5 separate regions of the Mus musculus genome follow, and all the other regions are linked to region 1. A link is a contact called in public HiCAR-type and promoter capture Hi-C data. All regions are on one chromosome and are shown on one strand. The core of a region is the stretch at or near the end of the contact, and the rest is flanking DNA. Distances in the headings are between cores, read along the strand shown.

Region 1 (2,701 bases), core at 118-2,617:
TTTCCAGCAGTCAGTCTCTGCCTTGAAAAGGGTTTGAAATTCTAATACTCTTCTGGGCGTGTCTGTTCAGCCCCTAGGCTCCAGGGTACTGACTCAGGCTTGCCAGCACAGGAAAAGCTTCCCCTACTCACTATTCCTATCGGGAAGATTAAAAGGTTCCGGACAACATGATTGATAACACCTCCTATATTCCAGACACTGCTTGGTCTTAGAATGCAAAACAATATACCTATGGTCTGCCTGGGGGACACTTCTCAGAAACGATGCTAAAGAAAAGAGCTTGGTGGAGCGGGTTCAGGTTCCTTGCGGCAGAAAAGGTGGACCAACCATCATAAGCTTAAAGCAGGGCAATAGAGAGCGGACAGTATGGTTTTCCTTGTTGCGCAAGGTATTAGGGCTGGAGAAACTTTCCCTTGCCTCAGCCCACAGAAGGCTGAGGTTTTGAATAAGACCCAAGCCAGGTATCCCTGACTTAGGGAGTCCCCTCAGGCCAATTTCTTATGAACAGAGCTGGAAAGGAAGAACAAGAGTCTTTGGAGTCTAGAAAGGGCTTCATTTTCAAAAGAGCTTCTCAAACCTGGGACAAACAAACAAACAAACAAACCACCCTGAGAAGCAAAAGCAAAGCAAAACAATAAAAGAACCCCCATCACCTCACCACCAAAAAAGAAGGCAATAAGGAAATGGGAGAGTCCTCCTAGAGTGATCTCCAGCCTTTCTCCCTTTGCCTGATGTGATTACAAGGAAAGACTTGTTCACTTTATTTTTAATTCGTAAAGATTTTTTTTTCTTTTCCCCCTCTTTCTTCCTCCCAGCCACTCCGGCTTGGGTTTCCATATGACTCATAATTCCTTCTGAAAGTGGAGTCGAATTCATAAAAGTGGTGGAAAGAGGAGGGGTGGTGGTGGTGGTGCGGGAGAGGCTGGGAGCTCCAGGGAGTCTTCACTACCTACACTGTCACTCAGCTCCCGGCTCGAGTGGCAGTCGGGGGTGGGGAAATCCAGCCTGCGCGGATGGCGGATACTATTAAAGCCCCAGCGGCGCGCAGCCGGGCCCGGTGACCCGCGGCGGGTGCGGGAGGGTCTGCGGCTGGCGGGCGGCGCTGCAGCAGCCTGGGCACGGCCGCCGCCCGCGGGCGCGAGTGTGCGCGGGTGTGGGAAGGCCGGCGTGCGGGCCGCGAGGGGTGTGCGCGCGTGAGTCGGAGCGGGGCTCGCCCCTCTCCGGCGCCTGCCGCTCCACAGCTGCCGATCGCTCTCCAGCGGTCCCCGGCCCCCTTCGGGCCCCTCGTTTTCCTACGGCCGTCAGTCCGGGCGGGGGTGGGGGGGGAGGGAGAAAGTGAGACTCCGTGTCATCACCATCCATTGTCAGAACAGGAGGAAATTGGAATCCAGCAGCGGCGAGCAGCAGCTGGGCGGTCACATCTGGGAATGCAAAGCCGACCTCCTCCTCCTCCTCCTCCTCCACCTCCTCCTCCTCTCTCACCCGGGATCACTTCCGAAACCACTTCGCCTTCAGCCCCTGCCTCGGCCAGAGGTTTCATTTTTAACTGAATATTTACGAAAGCTGGAAGCGTGCGAGGGGGGTGGGGTGGAGTGGAAATAGCGGCTGCTTCTTTTCCAGGGATTTATTTAATGGGGATGTGTTCAAGGCAAGAGAGAATTCAGAAGGATATCGACGTCGTGATCCAGAAGTCAAGAGCCGAGAAAGACTGCCTGTTTGCAGGTGAGTTCTTGCCTCTCGGATCCTGGGACCAGGAGTCAGCCTCCCCTCTGTCTACCCCCATTGCCCAGATTTCTGACCGCGACGCGTGTAGCTTGGGAGTGTGGGGCGGCAAGTCCCCATTCCGGGTGCATTTGGAAATAGCTGCAGCGGCGTGAGCTGAAACCCAAAGAGGAGGGGGGCACGAGCCACCCCCCTCCCCCCCAAAAAACCCCACCAGGCCAGGGCAGTCTCCGGCTCCTGGGGCAGGACCCGCGCGATCAGAGTGCAGGGGCCGGGCGCTGGGTTCCAGCCATTGGCGGTGCCCAGAGCATCCGAGCTTTGCCTCCCGGCTTCGGCAGCCGTGGCCGAGCGGGGCGGGCTAGAGCCCGGCGGCTTTGCGCCATCGGCCGAGCGGCGGCGGCCGGGAAGGGACCGGCTGCGCTGCGCTGCGCTGCGCTGCTCCCGCCAGGCGCCGAGGCCCCGGGAGAAGGCAGCGCTGGGCCGAGCTCCCGCCCCCTCCGCTGCACCCGCTCCTCGGCGAGCGCGCAGGACACCGCCCCGGGGAAGGGATGGATGGATTCCCGGGGTTCCCGAGCTACGCAGGCCCAACCTGGGGGTCGCTTTGCGTCCATCTTTGCTCCCCGTCCTCCCACCCCCCCATCCAAGGCCGAGGGCAGTTCGGGCTTCGCAGCCCGAAGCCTGCCAGGGGCTGCTTCCGGCTGCTTGGCTGGGAATTTCCCGCTGTTGCCATGGCACCCGGCACTTGTTGCGGGGGGCGGCCTCCCGCTGCACCCCACGGGGTGCTCCGCATCCCCTCCTGCACCACCCTGCTGGCGGCCCCTAGCTCTCCAGCCTTTGCTTCCCTCCCCATCGGGCCTCCTAGGCTCACACAAAAGTGTAGGTTCAAGACAGAATTGGGGTTAAAAACAACACATGGGGTGGCTTATAACACGACTTTCCGTTTCAGATTTCAGATACTCAGACTCCACCTTTACTTTCA
Region 2 (2,701 bases), core at 118-2,617, 1.9 Mb after region 1:
GTACCAGCACTCATTGCTGAGAGGACTTATGCAGAAACCTTTTGTGACATGCGTGATGTTATTATAATAGCCATTGCCCACTTGTGACTCTCTCTCTCTCTCTCTCTCTCTCTCTCTCTCTCTCTCACACACACACACACACACACACACACACACACACACACACACACACACACACACACACACACACACAAAACCTCCTAAACTAGAAGAGTGAGTTTGGCTTACTTCTCTGTAGCACAGCAAAGAGGAGATGACTCTTCTGCCGAGTCTTAGGACTCAGAAGCTTTGTGCTCTTGCAGAGGACTAAAGGTTCCCAGCACCCACATCAGGCAGCTTACAACTGTAACTCCAGCTTCAGGGGACCTGACTCCCTGTGCTAGTGTCTGGGGATAATTGCATGTCAATGTACACACACACACACACACACACACACACACACACACATACACGCACACTCACGCCCCTTTAAAAAATGAATAGGGACGGGCAGTGTGGCAGTTGTGGTGACCTCCTGTTGGTTGGTGGCTCTTCCCCAGAGCTGAACAGGATTTCAGAGTCCAATTGTCACAGAACAGAGAGAAAGTTATATACCAGCTGGGTCTATGGTGACAAGGACCATGGAAAGATTTGGATTGTAGGCTGTTAGAACTGAATGAGACCTTTGCCACTGGTTTAATAGGAGAGCAGCCTGTGAGTAAGGTGGCCCATTGGATTACAACCTGTGAAAGAGGGGGGGGGGTGCCCTGGGCCACCCCAAGATTGTATATAAGCTTAGACAAAGGTGGGAATATTTGGCTACTATGGCCTCAATTCAAGCAGCACCGTCACTAGTATAGGCTATGCCCAGTCCTATAACACCTTCAGGACATCACTGTGGGTGTGCTGGTGTGGGGCTCTATGACTGGTACCAATCATTATGAATGAAGGATGCTATCACCAAGGAGGGGAGGGGTATGCATTACAGAAGAGTGGCCCTTGGTTTCATGGTCTTGTAGGCCTCGCTGACTATGCTTGGAGCAGTAACAGTAACTACTGGTTATTTTATAAGCTGTGTAAAAATAAAATTTTACTGACTTAGACTTAAAAAACAATCTGTTTTGTACCATTTTCCAAGAGCTGCCAAACTTTGGGTTTGGCTGGCTGCAGAGGAGCAGAGCCTGTTAGGAGCAAATTCCAGGGCTGGGGGGTCAGTGACTTGAAATGTTTTGCCAAACACTCCCATATTTCCAAAGCTGTTGGGGGGCACTTGAACTCAAATATGATGGGGAAAGTTGTTTAAACCAGTTGTCAACTGGCACGCAAGAATCTTGAGGTTTGCAGCTATTTCTTTGAATAGTTTGCCACATTCCAATGGCCTGCCAAGCTGCAGGGTCCTGCCTCCATGCTTCTTGTTCTCTCTTCCCTATCATCTCTGCATGCTCTCCCAGAGAAGCAGGCCACTGGGAAACACATGGCTTGGTTTTGATTGCAATGTTCCTTGCAGTTGACCTATGATTTCTCAAAGTGGACCGTATCAGGTACCTACAGAGTTTTCCAACCATCCTGATGCCTAAATGAAGCAGAATATTTGGGAAAAGGAGCCTAGGCACCTACATGTTTTGAAAGCTCTGCAATTGCTTCTTATCTGTGTCCAAGTTGAACCTGGGAGGTGTCATCCCCGACAAGTCAGTTGTCCTTAATATGTTCTGTATGGTCTCAGCGTGAATTAGCTCTCTGGCAAGGAAAGGGAAGGGGACATAAACATTGCAGAAAAGGCAGCATCAAGCACTTGGCAAGAGAAACATACTTTAATCCCTCATTAAAGTATACTGGCTGCTTCTATGTATTTTTTAATTTGCTATAATATCTTCACAAGAGTAATACTGAGAAGTTTGTAAATAACAATAATTTTTTTTTTACTGTACATGTGAGTTCCAGTAGGGGGGGTTTCAAAACTAGAGAAACAAGTTTCTATTCCTCAAAAGAGAGAATTTAGAATATTTTGAAGATGCAAAAATTTCGTCACATAGAACAAGAATATAATACTCTTCTGTTGCATAGAATGGATAACAGTCTCGTTGGGAACAGGGGGATGTCAGAACTGTTTGGAACCATGTGAAAAGATGGTTGTTGGTACCAGTCCAGCTTTTAAATGTTTCTCTACTAACTTGGTGTGGTGAGGACATTGGCTGTGGGCTCTAGAATGTTGGGCAAGTCACGTTGCCTTCACAATCCTCAAGTTCAGTGTCATGAGCTTTAGTTTATAAAAGGGAATAACAATACAATTTTCCTAGGAATTGAAAAAAAATTGTAAAAACATATTTACACAAAAAGCAACTGGGAATTGATAAGAGCTCAATTAACTGAGTTTTGTTCCTTCTATTGCTATCTCTTTTTTAAAACCACATATACAATCGAGATAACACAGTAGCCATGGGAATGTGACAAAAAGTGCCTTGTGTCTCCTCTGCCAGAAATTCTTACCAAAGTCTCCATCAAAGGCGGTGTATGGAGCAGATCAGTAGGAGGCCTCCATGGGACTTAGGTTGAGATGGGGATGGGATATGAACGTAGTTCTCAGTTTTCAGACCTTTATAGCTGGGCACAGAAGTATGTCTCACCTCACAGTACAAAGGGCAAGGAGAGGAAGCTGCTCACTCTGGTGACTGATGTGGAGGGACATGGCAGACCACCTCTGAGTTATGATGTTCATGATAGG
Region 3 (2,701 bases), core at 77-2,576, 1.9 Mb after region 1:
CCTCCTCCTCCTCCTCCTTCTTCTTCTTGTTTTTTTGAGACAGGGTTTCTCTATATAGCTCTATAGCTCTGGCTGTCCTTGAACTCACTTTGTAGACCAGGCTGGCCTCGAACTCAGAAATCCGCCTGCCTCTGCCTCCCAAGTGCAGGGATTAAAGGCGTGTGCCACCAGACTTCTTTAACATTTGTCCTTTCCCCTTGTCGCTTCTGTATTTCTCTATTTGGCAGTTTACTTAGTGATACCTGTGTGCTTCTTCAGCCCTCCCCACTCCCAGTCCCTATCTATGCTCCCTGCCTTGTAGTCTAGACAGTGGGTCCTCCTTTGGGTGGCACCCTTCTCCTACTTTGTCCTGCTCTGGACAGGGATGTCCCAGTATTTGCTAACTTGGACTGATTTCTGCAAGGGGCTCTAACCACAAACCCCACTCATCCATTCCTTCCTCTTCTTTGAAATTCTCAAAAGTGCTAAGCCACTTGAAAATGACACATATTTGTTGAAGCTAGAAGGGATCATGAGTGACCAGGCACAGGAAGCCAGGAGGAGAAGGAGGAGAAGGGGGAGGAGGAGGAGGAGGAGGAGGAGGAGGAGGAGGAGGAGGAGGAGGAGGAGAAGGAGAAGGAGAAGGAGAAGGAGAAGGAGAAGGAGAAGGAGAAGGAGAAGGAGAAGGAGAAGGAGAAGGAGAAGGAGAAGGAGAAGGAGAAGGAGAAGGAGAAGGAGAAGGAGAAGGAGAAGGAGAAGGAGAAGGAGAAGGAGAAGGAGAAAACTAAACAAAACCTAAAACAATACCTTGGCTTCTATTAGAGCAAGTTCTCAACGTTCAAACATCCTAATTTAGCTTAGACAAAATAGTCCACATTCCATTTCAAGGGAGACTGCCTTCCTCCCCACCCCCTTTCCCTAACTCTTCCTTCCCCACCCCCAGTCTAGTTTCTCCCTTTTTCCTGGCTGTCTTACTGTGATTTCCCCATCAAAACCCTTTATCTACAACTGCCTTTAATCAGGAGTCTTCTAAAAGAGGCAAGCTCTCTGTAACTTAAAGGAAAGCCCTCCGAGAAGCTTGCCGGTGGCCAGGATGCCTGGAGGCGAGAAGGCTCCAAGGCCAAGTTCCTGAGTCCGCTAGCATAAAAGGGCTAACTTCCTTGCGAGTCTGATCCATTCTGCGCAGCTGGACACAGGAAAGCAGCCTCCCAGCAAGGAGTAAAAGCCCGGGCACTTTGAAAGTACCCTTTCTACCCAGATCCGGGAGAAGTCCTGGGGTGCGAAGGCGGGGCTACTAGACTGGCGACACCCTCCTGAATGTCCAGCCCCGCCTTCCAACCACCTTTGGGATTTGGTTCGTGAAGCAAGATCGCCCTCTCAGTGAAAGGCAGATGTCCCTTTAAGGTTTGCTTTGCTGCTGCCTGTGGACTTTAGCCTAAACACGGTCCCGCGAAGTTGGCTTTATTTGTCCATGTCTCGGACAGAGCCTGGGTGGCTGCCAGTGAGATTTCAGAGACTTGAGCGCAAAGGGGCGGGAGATGTGGCAATCCATCTGGGATCTGAGAAGCGTGGAGCGGGCTTAGCAGCATTCGACCAAAACACAGGAAATTACTCTTCCACCGCTCCAGGGCGCTGCAGCCGCTGGGGCCGCTGCCGGACACCCGCGGAGACCGCACCGAGTGACCCAGAGCGCAAGTCGCCGGCGCCTGGCTTCTGCCTGTTCCTGCCAGCTCCTGCCCACGAACCAGTACGTCGCTGGTTCCAGCAGCCACTCCAGCAATGGTCCCCAGGCGTCCTGCTAGCCTAGAGGTCACTGTAGCCTGCATCTGGCTTCTCACCGGTGAGCGACCCTGCTTTCCTGAGCATCTCTGGTGGGGCTTGGGGCTTTGGTGAGGGGTGACACACATAGCAGAAGGGCAAACCAGAGGGGACCTCAGGTACAGCTGTCAGTTCAAAGGACTGAAGGTAGCGCCCGCGTGAGGGAGGAGGTGCTGAGAACTTTCCAAGTACATCTGGCATTTCTAATTAAAGTTGTTTTTAAGTTGTGCGTTGTGTTTTAGGCATTTGAATTATTGCAAGGGAGAGAGTAACCGGAGGCGTCTGATTAGTGTGCAAAGTTCCTGCCCTAGGGTTGCTCAGAAGTGAACTTGATAGCATTTTCTTCCTTTTTAATACTTAGGACCTTCTCTGCCAAAGAACAAGGAAAGACAGGCATGCCAGACAAATCTACTTCTTGTCCCAATATGACGTTTCTACGTTAGCTCCTAAGAGGCGGAACATTTTGAAATTGAATGTTTAGCACCCAAATGTCGCAGTGCTGTCTTTCAAATACAAATGCGTTTCTTAAGAAGGTGCAGTACCTTCTTAAAAGATACTGCAGTGTTCTATTCAACTGAGAGAAATGTGGGGACATTTCCGATTTCCCTAACAGTAGCTAAGCTCACAGCCTTTATTGTAGTTACCAGTTGGGGAGGGAAACTGAGCTGGTGTCCAAGTGAAAGGATTTAAGCACAGTTTATCACTTCTTTAGTTCTTCAATTAGTAGCTTTCTTTAACAGGACATGATATTCAATTGCCTGATTGTTTTCACTGTTGGCGTGCCTAACTAGTTAATTTCACATTGGACTATTACATAGGGCCAGTTAACCCTGCAGTGGACGGCTAAGCACTGAGAACCCTTACATTCACTTCCAAATGGAGTTTTAATAAGCCCATCCTCTGT
Region 4 (2,701 bases), core at 72-2,571, 1.9 Mb after region 1:
CAAAACAGATGGAACTATAAAATATTACATTAAATAAAATAAGCTAGATACGCAAGAGCAAGCACCACTTGTAGGCTGTCATGTTGGCTTTCATTTTTTTAAGAAGCTTAAAAAAATGTTGAACTGAAAGTAGGCTAGTGATGTCTGGAGGATAAGAACCAGACAAGAGTTGACAGTAAGGATTTAGCTTCCATCTGTGAATATTATACATCTGTATGATAATAGCATACTGAATTTCATAAGTGTATATAATTTAAAAGTTAATAATAAACAGTAATGGAAACAAAATATTACTTTAAAATATTATTTATAAATATTAAGGAGATAATGGGAAAAACTGCAAAAGTTGAACACCACACCCTTGGACATGGAACTGGAACTGAGCTAGATAGGGAAGAAGAAACTGCCGGTGTTTAACAGGAAACTTCCAGCCTTTTTAACTTTTAAATGTCTCACTTGGTTAAAAACAAGAGAATTTCTGGGAAGGCTTAGCTTAATAGCTAAAAAGCACTTGCCACAGAATCCTGACATCCTGGGTTCAGATCCTCAGAACCCATAAACCAGCCCAACATCTAAAATCCCATTGCTACCCACCAAGATGTGATAGGCTGCTTCAGACAACTAGATGGATATCTCTAGTCCAGCTAGCTTGACCTATGCAGTTTCAGAGAGACCTGGTCTCAAGTGAAGAGTTGAAGACCAGCACTGGAAGTTTGTCCTTTGACCTTCACAAGCATTTCCACATGCACACATAGAACTTGCATACATACTCTAACACTCATACACCACAGGTCTCACATGCATACACACATGTCAACAATAACAACAACAAAAATTAAATATAAAAAGGGAATCTTAGGTTACTGAAATAGTTGAGATATTATTCTGGAAGCAAGTGATATATAAGTAGGCCAACAGAGTTGAAGTTTTACTTTTTATAGACCTCAACACCAGAAGGTTCTTCAAAGGTTTATTTACTTTTATGAGTATACAATAGTAACTGTCTTCAGACACACCAGAAGAGGGCATCAGATCCCATTACAGATGGTTGTGAGCCACCACGTGGTTTCTGGGAATTGAACTCAAGAACTCCAGAAGAGCGGTCAGTACTCTGAACCACTGAGCCATCTCTCCAGCCCCAGAAGGTTCATTAAAGGAAATACCATCTTGTTCACTTCTATAATTTCCAGGGAATAGAATGGGGTCTGGCTATCATAGATGCCCTAAAAGTAGCTGTTGAACAAAACATAGGAGACTACAGACATATTACTTAGTAAACTATTGCTGGATTAATTGGCATGGGTGGAGAGGAAGGAAGTTCTGAGGAACACTCAACTTGCAAAAGGCCAAATGTAACTGGGAGATGTGCCAAATATTCACATTCTTAGAAGCTAAAACCAGAGCAAAGCCATGTCAAACAAGTAAGAAAGGGAAATAGAGTAAAATATATTCAAGGTGATATTTTTTTTTTCATTCAGTTAGAGTGCCCGGAGTGGAGCTTGTGAATTCAGAATACTGGTTGCTTATTTGATATTCTAACATACATAAAGTTCAGTGGTTGATAACCAGATAGGTCTGATTCTCATTACTAGGCTTATTATCAGAAAATAATATGAGTCCTTGAGTGTGCATGTGTATGAGTGAGTGTAACATACATGTGTGTGCATGTATCCATGTGTGTGAGCGCGTGTGCATGTAAGTGCATGTGATTATGTGATTATGTGTCTGTGGCCATCTGGTGTTGATGCTTGGTAAATTTTCAGTCACTCTGTGCCTTTTTTTTTTTGTTGTTGTTGTTGTTTTGCTTTTTAAATAGAGCATTTCATAGGACATGGAACTCACAGATTCAGGGGAGCTGGCTCGCCAGTGACTTCTAAGGATCTCCCTGCCTCTGCCTCCCTGGTGCTGGTTTACAGCTATATCCTCGCTGTACTTGGCATTTATGTGGATGCCAGTGATCTAAACTCTGTGAAAAATGTCATAATGAGAGCAGCTATTGTAAATACTGAATAAGCAATAAATTTAACAAGTCAAAAGAGGAAATAGTCTATTTAGTGATTGTGGTTTTAATGTTGAAATATCTATCCCCTATAAAATAGTGTTTGGGTCACACGGTCCCAATCTGGAAATGGGCCTTTAATTGACGCTTGATAGAGAAAGGGGACATTGGGTTGGGACATTTCTTAGTGTAGTACCACGTTCCTGTTCTCGCTCTGATTTGTAACTGTGAGTGCAATGTTACCAGACACCTCATATTCTGACTGCCATGCCTGTCCCAAGACAACGGATTCTATCCTTGCTTAGAATGTAGGATAAAACAAGCCCTTCCCCACTTAAGTTGCTTCTTGTCAAGTATTTGATCACAGTTATCAAATATGGTAATTAATATAGAAAACCAGTGTGAAGGAGTGGAGCTGTTGCTATGATAAATTGGATAAAGGTTCATAAACCTTTGATACCAGTTCACAAAAGGAATGTGAAGTAGTTAGGAATCACAGACTAGAAAAGCCCCAAGTGCCATAGCAAAGGTTTTAGGGCATTCTGGAAGATCAGCAAGTCAAGAAACTTATGAACAACAGAGACACTGCTTATAGACAAGAATTCAAATGGGATATAGTCTAGAGATGGTTTGTGTTATGTTCTGGCAAGGAATATAGTTATATTCTTCCCAGGACCTAAGAACTTGAGTGAAGATGAATTC
Region 5 (2,701 bases), core at 136-2,635, 1.8 Mb after region 1:
ACTGCATTGAATCTGGAGAATTCCTTCAGTCACATGCTCATCTTGAGAGATTACTCTCAAATTAACATATCCCTTGGGTAAAAACTAAAGACCTAGTCTATAATACATAAAATTTCTGAAACAAAAGTAGTAAATAACTGTTCATATTAGAAAATAAAACTATTAAAAACTTCAAAGTTTAAAATGTTTTTTTAGATTATTTCATAGGACAATGGAGAAGATACATGATAGCCATGAATATTAGACTGAACTGATGAACACATTAGTAACCTTTAAAGTACATGTCATTGTCATCGTTGCCATGTGACGATGAATTCCCAGTCCTGAGATGGTGAACTCACACTCCTCCAGGAAACTTCTACTTTGCTGCTCACTCTTATTTGCTTTTAACAAACGTTATCTTTGCTTTGTAAAGAAACACTTGAATAGTCTTAGAACCACCTATATAGCAAATGGTTTCTATAGATACTGTGGGGTTTTTTTAAGCATACCTTAGATGTGCATGAGATAATTAATTAGAATGGAAAAGTAGTCAGAACAAAGGCAACAGCAATCCAATCAATTCTTGCATATCTGAAAGCTGTCTTGAGACATTCATGAAGTCAGTGTTGCATATGAAGTTTCACTTGCTTCATCTAACATTATCTTGGCTATAAAACCTTAGGTCACTTTCTTCAAAGGTTATTTGAGATCAAACCAAGAAATGTAGACCATTTAAACTCTAAATCCTAGACTTCTTCAGGACACCTGAAGCCCAAAGATCATGTGAATGAAGTTTTCTACAATTTAAAATTATTACTCTTTTTATAAATTGTATATAGAGCAAGGGACTGGAAAGAGCATGCAGATGTTAAGAGCACTTGCTGCTCCTCCAGAGGGCCTGAGTTCATTTCTGGGCATGCATGGTAAACAGTTTAAAACTGTCTATAATCCCAGAATCAGTAGTTATGATATACTCTTCATGCCTGCATGGATATACCACACACATATGCAGACACACATAAACATAAGTAAGAAGTAAAAATAAAACTTTTCAAATTTTGTGTGTACCATTAAACATAATCCCTGAAAGGTCTGAGCATAATGGGAGAACCTTAAGCAGGTGTGTATCAGAATCTAAACTCTGCAGTTTCAAAGAAATATAGTTAATACCAATTAATGACTCTTCATGCTGGGGACAATGGATTCAGCCTTAAGATATGGAACTATCCCATATCCAAAGAGGTGTTTTTCTCATTAATCTCAGCAGAACATCAAACAAAGAAAACCAAATGGACCAGCTCCAATCCATCTGGAGCAGCCGATCTATGGGAAAGGTTTCTATTCACACACCAAAGATCAGAAACAAAAGCTCAATCGAGAAATATAGTCATCTCCTTCCTCTGTAGCCTCCCTTCCCACCCACTCCCTTACCCCGTGACCTCAAATAATCCCAAATCTGGGAAACATTAGTAGAGTTCCTCTAGCTGACCCCATTACTGTGCACGGTAGGTGAAGGTAGTCTCTGAGGTGGTGAATGTCAAGGTTTAGTGTGAAGTGTAACATTCATTTTAGACACAGAGATACTCCATAGGAAATAAAGACAGCATTGATGGAGAAGAGCGTAAATGTCTTACAAGCATAGAACAGTGTCCTGTTGAGGAAGTGATAAATAATAAGGCTTTCTTACCACACCTGCTACTCATTAAGAGACAGAAGCCTCTTGGCCACCATTAATACTTTCAGCATCTGCCAGAGGAAATAGAGGGCTTTGCAAAGACAAAGATGTTTTTTAAAAGGTGGTGGTAGAACTGAACAGATGTGTGTCTATTTTGTAGATTAGATTATAAAGAACTTCAGTGAATAAAGGTTCAATGATTAAAGCATCCACATAAACAACACTGATCAAATACAATCATATAAGAAATGGAGGGTGATCATTTCATCTAAAAAAAAGCATAAATGCTTGAAGTATCCACTTTGCTGTTAATATTGCACAAAATAAAAGATTTTTTTCTTAACTATAAAGGCATCTTTGGCAACCCAAGACGTAAAGTGTCTTGCTAGGAGAGTTGGACTCGAGAGCTGGATCATTTATTAAAGTCAAGGCTCACAACCAAGACATCAAGTTGCAGAGTTAAAGGAAGTGATGAAGATTATAAATGCAAGCTAATTGTTTCACAAGATGAAGACTGAGTCGTTGCCTTAAGATCTAAGTAATAATGAGAAACGGCTTCCTCCTCTTTTCAAGTCCCATTCAGCCCGGGAAAGAGTAGAGGTAGGGAAATGATCCCTCTAGTTTCTCACACTCAACATGGAAGCTAACCCGTAAATAGACTCAAAGTGCAGGGACTCGGGTAAGAAGAACAGCAGCCTCAGAAAATGCTGAAGGCTGTAGTTCAAGAAGCCTACCTCTCCTTTTCTAACAGGGTTTTCTGCCAAAACTAAAATAAAATCGACCCTGGAAAACCTTCATGACACTGTGGCTCTGGTCTAATCTAAAGGCTGATATAACTTTAGCTTGAATGAAAAGGAACAGAGGATTTTTCGTATGTGTAGATGCATTGTGTCGTCGATTAGAAGGTGGGGAAGCGTGTGGGGGACTTTTGGGATAGCATTGGAAATGTAAATGAAATAAATACCCAAAAGAAAGAAAGAAAGAGAGAGAGAGAGAGAGAGAGAGAGAGAGAGAGAGAGAGGGAGAGAGAGGGAGAGGAAGGAA

Evidence for each region. Promoter capture Hi-C pulls out the DNA fragments that hold promoters and counts their contacts. HiCAR-type assays count read pairs that join an accessible place to other places.
Region 2: a HiCAR-type map of astrocytes shows a contact between it and region 1, with 6 times the contacts expected there. The contact joins the enhancer-like site here to the promoter of Parp8 in region 1. A contact is called at or near these places in 6 of 39 promoter capture datasets (cranial neural crest, embryonic stem cells, frontonasal cranial neural crest and 3 more) and 3 of 115 datasets of contacts at active chromatin or transcription factors (astrocytes, embryonic stem cells and large pre-B cells).
Region 3: a promoter capture Hi-C map of embryonic stem cells shows a contact between it and region 1, with 5 times the contacts expected there. The contact joins the promoter of Itga1 here to the promoter of Parp8 in region 1. A contact is called at or near these places in 16 of 39 promoter capture datasets (the 3T3-L1 cell line, the C10 cell line, cranial neural crest and 9 more), 2 of 484 Hi-C or Micro-C datasets (B cells and cerebral cortex) and 8 of 115 datasets of contacts at active chromatin or transcription factors (astrocytes, embryonic stem cells, epiblast stem cells and 5 more).
Region 4: a promoter capture Hi-C map of liver shows a contact between it and region 1, with 2.6 times the contacts expected there. The contact joins the enhancer-like site here to the promoter of Parp8 in region 1. A contact is called at or near these places in 5 of 39 promoter capture datasets (the 3T3-L1 cell line, cranial neural crest, liver and 2 more) and 1 of 115 datasets of contacts at active chromatin or transcription factors (stem cell-derived neural progenitor cells).
Region 5: a promoter capture Hi-C map of second pharyngeal arch cranial neural crest shows a contact between it and region 1. The contact joins the enhancer-like site here to the promoter of Parp8 in region 1. A contact is called at or near these places in 12 of 39 promoter capture datasets (the 3T3-L1 cell line, 3T3-L1-derived adipocytes, the C10 cell line and 9 more) and 1 of 115 datasets of contacts at active chromatin or transcription factors (astrocytes).

The regions. Positions count from the first base shown.
Region 1 is chr13:117,024,197-117,026,897 of GRCm38.p6, reverse strand. Parp8 (poly (ADP-ribose) polymerase family, member 8) reads left to right here and starts at 1,367. Exons shown (of 27, transcript NM_001081009.2): 1 at 1,367-1,533; 2 at 1,621-1,722; 3 at 2,669-2,701. The coding sequence starts at 1,632.
Region 2 is chr13:115,078,862-115,081,562 of GRCm38.p6, reverse strand. The region is part of intron 1 of Itga1 (integrin alpha 1); the gene reads left to right. Among named protein-coding and RNA genes, the nearest start is that of Pelo, 9.9 kb to the left of the region's middle. Within about 2 kb of position 1,367, at least 7 of the 459 cell types and tissues checked have an H3K27ac peak or open chromatin away from gene starts, as enhancers often do. A contact at or near this core is called in astrocytes, where this site is marked.
Region 3 is chr13:115,100,589-115,103,289 of GRCm38.p6, reverse strand. It overlaps Itga1 (integrin alpha 1), which reads left to right and starts at 1,326. Exons shown (of 29, transcript NM_001033228.3): 1 at 1,326-1,819. The coding sequence starts at 1,759.
Region 4 is chr13:115,149,466-115,152,166 of GRCm38.p6, reverse strand. No RefSeq gene overlaps it. Among named protein-coding and RNA genes, the nearest start is that of Gm25985, 35 kb to the right of the region's middle. Within about 2 kb of position 1,321, at least 5 of the 459 cell types and tissues checked have an H3K27ac peak or open chromatin away from gene starts, as enhancers often do. A contact at or near this core is called in liver, where this site is marked.
Region 5 is chr13:115,220,330-115,223,030 of GRCm38.p6, reverse strand. No RefSeq gene overlaps it. Among named protein-coding and RNA genes, the nearest start is that of Gm25985, 110 kb to the right of the region's middle. Within about 2 kb of position 1,385, at least 6 of the 459 cell types and tissues checked have an H3K27ac peak or open chromatin away from gene starts, as enhancers often do. A contact at or near this core is called in second pharyngeal arch cranial neural crest, where this site is marked.